2 separate regions of the Sus scrofa genome follow, and region 1 is linked to region 2. A link is a contact called in public Hi-C data. All regions are on one chromosome and are shown on one strand. Each heading gives the region's core, a stretch centred on a gene start, on an enhancer-like site or on the middle of the called end of the contact. The rest is flanking DNA. Distances are from core to core; before and after follow the strand shown. Region 1 overlaps RAD51B (DNA repair protein RAD51 homolog 2). Region 2 overlaps RAD51B (DNA repair protein RAD51 homolog 2).

Evidence for each region. A called contact is a pair of places that touch in the nucleus more often than the background predicts.
Region 1: a Hi-C map of liver shows a contact between it and region 2, with 3 times the contacts expected there. The contact joins two enhancer-like sites. A contact is called at or near these places in 2 of 47 Hi-C or Micro-C datasets (embryonic fibroblasts and liver) and 1 of 2 datasets of contacts at active chromatin or transcription factors (alveolar macrophages).

What each region holds. Positions count from the first base shown.
Region 1 is chr7:92,142,860-92,146,638 of Sscrofa11.1, reverse strand. The region is part of intron 10 of RAD51B (DNA repair protein RAD51 homolog 2); the gene reads right to left. Among named protein-coding and RNA genes, the nearest start is that of ZFP36L1, 350 kb to the left of the region's middle. Within about 2 kb of position 1,463, at least 2 of the 83 cell types and tissues checked have an H3K27ac peak or open chromatin away from gene starts, as enhancers often do. A contact at or near this core is called in liver, where this site is marked.
Region 2 is chr7:91,994,545-91,997,888 of Sscrofa11.1, reverse strand. All of the region lies in intron 8 of RAD51B (DNA repair protein RAD51 homolog 2), which reads right to left. Among named protein-coding and RNA genes, the nearest start is that of RAD51B, 400 kb to the right of the region's middle. Within about 2 kb of position 1,303, at least 3 of the 83 cell types and tissues checked have an H3K27ac peak or open chromatin away from gene starts, as enhancers often do. A contact at or near this core is called in liver, where this site is marked.

The DNA.
Region 1 (3,779 bases), core at 214-2,713, 150 kb before region 2:
CTGTAAAGCTATCCTTCATCCCCTCCCTTTCTTCTACTTGAAGAGGCTTTGATTATAGAACAACTCCCAGGCTTTTACTCAGGCAATTCCAGTTGTTAAACTACAGAAATACTGCCATGCCATCTGGCAAATAGCTGCTCTTCCTAAGGCCCTAAGGGTTCCATTTTTTTCCCCCCAGCCCCAGGGCCCTCCTACAAGATCCAGTAACTAAGGAGTTACTGCCTGGCACAGTGGAGGGGGTGCTCCAGAACCCTCTTCCCCCATGGTCTGGCATCCGTCCTGCCTGGGCCTTTCCTTTACAGGACCAGTGCTGAAGTGTTTTTACTATTCTCCTGCCCATCACACTACAGGAGGACCCGTGGTTTCATCTTGCCAGTCCAACTAGGTTTTGAAAATTATGTTTTATTTGCCTTTGCATTTTCCAAAACCTAGTCCAGTACACAGTAGATGTTCAGTAAATGCCAGCTTGCTAAATGACCACATTTCCAAAATTATTACTAATTTCATCTGAGTTACTTATTTGATGCCATTTTGAACTGGAAAGAATATTTTACAGCCCATCATTAATGATTAAGTGAGACTAAACCAGAAAAGGCTGTATTTTTGTCATGGAAGAAATGACATCAAGGACCTTCATAAAGCTTAATATGTGGCAAAAAAAAAGCTGTGGCAAATGAAAACCCCTAAATGATTTTTTAATTGCTTTGAAGTTATTATTTTTAACTTTTTATCTGAACATTTTCAAAGAGCCTTAGAAACCAGAAAAGCTGTTGAATGTATGTTTCATGCTTTTTTCACTCTTCAGTAGTGGAGGTGAACACGGAAGAGGCCCACAGGGAACCAGGAAGAGAAAGAACAAACATAAAAGGAGGAAGAGGAAACACACAGGAATGGAATCATCCAGGAACGAGGTAGGGGGGGCCTGAATAATCAGAACTGGTCTCTACCTAGTGGGAGGATGTAGATACCAATTTAATAATAAAGGTTCTCATTAGTAAAATGTTCTGGCTTCACATTGGTACATAACTAGGAGCATCTGATGCAGGTATTTTTTAAATTATTTTTTCATTGAGGTATAGTTGGTTTACAACACTATATAAGTTTCAGGGGTATAACATAGTGATTCACACCTTTTAAAAGCTATACTCCATTTATAGTTATTATAAAATTTGCCTATATTCCTTGTGCTATATAAAATATCCTTGTAGTTTATTTACATTTATTTATATAGTCTATAGTAACCTATACGGGAAAAGAATCTGAAAAAGAATGGATATATGTATATGTACAACTGATTTACTCTGCTGTACTCCTGATGCATGAATTACTCAGTCCTCTTTCTGTTGCAAGTCACAGAAACGCAATTGAGACTAAACATTAAGGCAGTTTATTGGCTCACATAACTGGAATGTTCAGGGGTAACTGACCTCAGGCGCAGCTGGATCCAGAGTCTCATCATTTGATGACCTTGGAACTTCCCCTCTGCCCCATGGAATCTCTTGGTTTTGTTTATCTCTGGGTTGACTTCACTGTCATTCTCAAGTGGGTCCTGGTGGACAGTGGCAAAGATGGCCAACCAAGAGCTCCCAGCTTACATTCTAACCTCTTTAGCAACTCTGTTCCAGCAGAGTCCTGGGTTGACTCTAAATCAGCTGCTCAAACCACTTCTACAGCAAGGACATATGATCCCTCTGTTGGTCAGACCTCTATCCACTGGGTGAGACACAGGCTGAAAATTGAAGAGAGGTGTTCCGTTATAAGAAAAAATGGGCTCAGTCACTTTAGAGTTAGACCTGAGTTTGACTTCCTTTTCTACCACTTACTAGTTGTTTTGGCTTCAGAGAGGTTTTTAAACCTCTAAGCCTATTCCCCCCACTGTAAAATCAGGGTAATAATTATACCCACTTCATAGTGTTACTGTAAAAACTCACCTCACAGCATATTGTAAGGATAATGTTAGTATAGCTCTTATCATGCGCCTGTTACCAAAAAGGGCAGCTGTTAATGTCATCATCAGTATTCCTTGGGGCAGCTGTAGAGAGCCAAAAGGTACCCCATGAAGGCCTCTTCCTACAGAAATGAATAGGAAACAGGGTGCACAGCCATAACCTGGATGCAAAACACAGCCTACAGCCTCACTTTTCAGCCCCTCTGGAGTCCATTGGCTTGATCTTGGCAGTTGAACAGAATCCCCACTTCCAATTTCTTAAACTCTTCTCAGCCCAACACCACATGTGTTTGCCTTTGCTATACAAGTTCAGCAGAACGGATAATCCCACCCGTTCACCAAAGCAATCACTTTCTATATATCTGCTCAGGACTTTGGAAAAGCCCTACTTCTGGCTTTCTCAATAGAAGAATGATATAACTTGAAAACAGCCAATGCCTACTTACAATTTCAAGGGAGTCAGCAATTAAGAATGCTAACTATACCATTCCCAATAATTTTATCTTCTCTGACCTAGTGATATAGACTGCAGAAGAAGGGATTCAGGAAACTCAGTCTATTTTAAGACATATCTGCAGAGTTGTAACTTAACTTACTGAATAGTAATTAAGGACAGCAACAACTAGCAATGACTTAACCTCTTTGTGCCTTAGTTCCCTCATCTGTAAAATGGGGATAAGAGCACCTACCTTACAAAAATGTGATGCTTGAATGGATAATTACATGTATCATGGTAAATGGTTAAGCACTTGATAAATGTTAGCACGACTACACTGGAAACCAGTAAATTGGTGGTCTTACTGGTCCTTTGATAAGTAATAGATCTTTTCATTTTGAGAGAAGGAAAATTTAAGAGAGCTGGCCAAGCATACAGGTTTAGAGCTGTATGAAGCTGGGAAGAGAATTTAGTGGCCTCTTCTCCTAACTTGTCCCTTTGTTGTAAGCCTTGTGGGACAGCTTTGAGCCTGAAAGCAGAGTGTGAATATGGGAAGACATCCTGAAGTTCTAGTTTGTTGTTGGCTTTGGGCTCCATAATGAAGGTCTCTGCCTACCTCTGAACCTCATAAACAGAGACTTGAGAGGAAAAATTTGCCAAAGTTCAACTGCATATCAAAGAAAGCCACAGAGCCAGAGCGCTCCCTAAGGACCCACATAGCTGCTTTGTCTACTGCCAAGCCATGGCCCTAATGCATGGATACGCCTGTGAGCCAAGAGCCAAAGCCACAAAGTTCCACCAGTTCATTTAGCCTTGGCATTTCAACATACTGAGAGATCTGTGATTTGGGTTGCTGTCTCATTGTTAAGGGGTAAAAACAGAAACATCTTTGTCATCGGAAAACTGCTTTACTAAAATCACTACCACTACCCCAGCCCCACCCCGAACCCTACCGTGAGAATAGCTCTACTGCCTTATGTGAGGAAATGGAGCAAATACCGGCTTTTCCCCACTTGTGAACCCTGATCTCTTTGCGGCCAGCCTTTCTCACGGACTGACTTGGATGGGTCAGTTTCTGCATCCCCAAGGTAGGTTCAGCCCTGCAGCTGATGCCACCAATGCTGAATGTGGTCTAATTCTATCTCAATCCCTGTCTCGCTATCTCAAAATGAAGTGTTCCTGATGGCTTAATTTCTATTCCAATAGCCCTTCACGTCTTCCTAACATCTTTCCCCCCTAAAATGTAAAAACAAAAGGATTCATGACTCCTTCCACCGCCGGGCTTTGCTTGTTTCTTCAAATGGTGTCCCCAAATCCAGTGACTACAATTTTTCTCCCCGGGTGTCACGATGCCTTGAGTTCTAAAAATGCCCCTCCAATGGAAATCTACATAGA
Region 2 (3,344 bases), core at 54-2,553:
GGTGGGGAGAGACTTCTCACCGGGGGACGCAGGGAAAGTGCCATTTGATCCGGGCCTGGGATGAAGGGCACCATTTGGTCATTGAAAGGTATGCGAAAGGTCATGGCAAATGGCAGAAGAGGTCCTGATATTGAAAGAACTTGGGTCTGTAGAGTATTTCAGAGGAGGGCCTTAAACTCTGGAATACTGGAAGTCACTCAAAAGTTAGCCGATCTGCATCTTTCTACAGTAACAGACTAGACATTTATATCAGGAATTCATTGGTCTTTTAAAAGGAGATCTTTGGGAAAAAAAACCAGGAAAAGGCCCCTGAGGAGTTCCCCTCATGGCTCAGTGGTAATGAATCTGACTAGTATCTGTGAGGACCTGGGTTCGATCCCTGGCCTCGCTCAGTGGGTTAAGGATGCAGCATGGCCATGAGCTGAAGTTGCAGACACGGCTGGGATCTGGCGTTGTTGCTGTGGCTGTGGCGTAGACAGGCAGCTGTAGATCTGATTCAACCCCCAGCCTGGGAACTTCCACATGCCACAAGGGTGGCCCTAAAATGCAAAAAAATAAATAAATAAAAATTAAAAAAAAGAAAAAGGCCCTTGAGCCTGAGCTGAGAGACACTGGAGGAAACATCCCCTCTTCATGCTGCATCTCATGTCTGCATAACCCCACCTCTCAAGCAGAAGATGCAAGGTGTCTCCACAGTACCATCCTGCCACTGAAGTTGATTCCTACAGCACAGGTTTTTACAATAAAAAAGAATATAGTTTGTCAGTGGAAACAGTCCAAGGTATTTGTGTGTGTGTGTGTGTTTCAAACTGTAGAGCTAAGTTTCAAACTGTTATTTAGAAGCTAAATTCTGCTAAAACACATCAAAGGGTATTTGGCCCCATTACAGAGAAAAGGAAAAGCCCTAATTCATACGCAACAGGGTTTAGGAAAAATCTTTATGAAAGACTTCTTAGCAAACTAGTGGAGTAAAAAGTAAAACCAAACAACAACCAAAAATTCCTCAAATGACGATGTGTCATCAAAGTCCATCCTGGTAGTTTCCCTTCAATTCCCTCACAGGCAGAAGAGACTCCACTAGATCTCACAGTTTTCCTACCCTGGAGAAAGGAGGCATTATGAGCCAAAACAGAGTCCTCTGATTTGTTCCATTTCTTCAAAAAACAAAAACAAAACAAAAAAAAACTACTCTTTTCCTGCCAGTTACTTTTCAACATGACTGACAAAGTTTTCCACTTTTCTGTTTATGTTTTCTAAGCCAAGAGCAAAGCTCAACTAAGGTTCAAATAAAAATTAATCAATATAGCAGATAAGCATATTGCTTTCATGTAAATTTAGCCAGTTATTGGGTGGCACATAGGGGTCACAGAGAAGTCTCCCTGCCTTGGAAATAAGGAAAATAAGATGACCTTCTGGGCTTAAGCTAGGTAATCAGCACTTACTGGCTCAAAGCACAATCACTCCCAACGAAAGGACAGGCTCTGTGCCTGGATTTGGGCAATAATCATCCATGAATGATTATTAGGTGAACTATTAGGTCAAAAGCTGATAGGGAACTTGGCAGTGGAAAGATCAGGCTACCATCATCTGAATCCACGGATCAATTTAAGCACCACTAAAGGTGGTACGAGCAGACACTATTGCCTTATGACCTGATAAAATAGGAAGTATACAGCACCACTGATAGAGTATTTTTGTCCAAAAATATCTAAATCCTAATCTAAATAACCACTAATTTATGGGGTATGGAAGAACAAGTTAATACCATGAGGGAGCTATCAGTCAATACTAGAAGGTGTGGCATTCTACATCCAATTTCTCCAACGAAGCAATGTCACAAATGAAGTAGCGGGGGCGGGGAGTGGCAGTGGTGGCTGTTGTAGATCAAAAGAAAGGGAATATAATAGCCAAAGACAATTTGTGGACCTTGTTTAGATCCTTATTCAAACCAACCAACGGTAAAATAACATCTTTGAGACAATCAGGGAACTCTGAATAGAGGCTACGGTAATATCCTTTGGGATATTAATGAAATGTTCATTTTGCTACGTGTGGTGAAGGCATGGCACTTACGGTTTCAAGTACCCTTGTTGATTTAAAGAGGGATGGTGGGTGGGGAAATATTTTCCAGAGATAAAACTAAAATCACATAGGGAGTTCCCATCATGGCGCAGGGGTTAACGAATCCGACTAGGAATCATGAGGTTGCGGGTTCGATCCCTGGCCTCGCTCAGCGGGTTAAGGATCCGGCGTTGCCATGAGCTGTGGTGTAGGTCGCAGACACAGCTCAGATTCCGCGTTGCTGTGGCTCTGGTGTAGACCAACAGCTACAGCTCTAATTGGACCCCTAGCCTGGGAACCTCCATATGCCGCGGGAGTGGCCCCAGAAATGGTAAAAAGACAAAAAAAAAAAAAAAAAAAAAACCTAAAATCTCATACAAGGGAGGGAGAGAGGAAGGGAGGAAGAAAGAAGGAAACATAAACATGGTACATAATCTTCAGTAGCTCACCATGAACACTTACATTGGCACAATAATGTGAATGTTAAATATAGTTTTAACTAAATAGTCAGATGTCTCCATACTGGAAAGAAGGGAAGAGTGACTAAGTCATCAGTGCTCATTTCCACAGACAGCATCTTCGATAAGAAAATCAAAAAGGTAGGTGGATGTATAAAGGGTACCGCTTTGCTGTGCACTTAAAACTAACACGACACTGTAAATTAACTAAACGTCAATACATATATTTTTTAAAAAGGATACTCAAGAGAGACAAATGGTGGCAGTAGTGCTTCCAGACCCAACTAGGGTTTCCAAGGGCCCTGATGGGTGTGACTTATGTGAGCACTCAGGTCACCTGACAGGTAGATTTGGACCGCGGAGATGGACGCCGTTACCATAAACATCTGAATCCTTTAACCCCTTTATGATCAATTCCATCCCTACAAAGTAACCTTCGGATAAGTGATTTCTCATTTAACTGGCCTTGAAGGGGAAACGTACTGGCTAAACAGATGTGCCTCTCCCATGCACAGACCAGCTTTCTTTCCCACAGCAAAATTAATAATTTGGCATTTTGCTTTGATAACCCAGTCCCCGTGAGCTCTGGAACCAAAAACAGGGCCAGGTCAACCCGAGTGTGATAAGCTCTGGGCCAAAACTTGGGCCCAGGCCAGGTCACCAGGTAAAACCCATCCTGCCAGACTGCCAGACTGCCAGACTGTGGCTAGCAGCCTCCTCCTCAGGAGCTGCTCCAGCTTCATTATGAATTACCGCATCATGTTACCTTTCATAACCACCCAGTTAACCCCTATCACTTCCCCGCATCGTCCTAAACAATGGAGA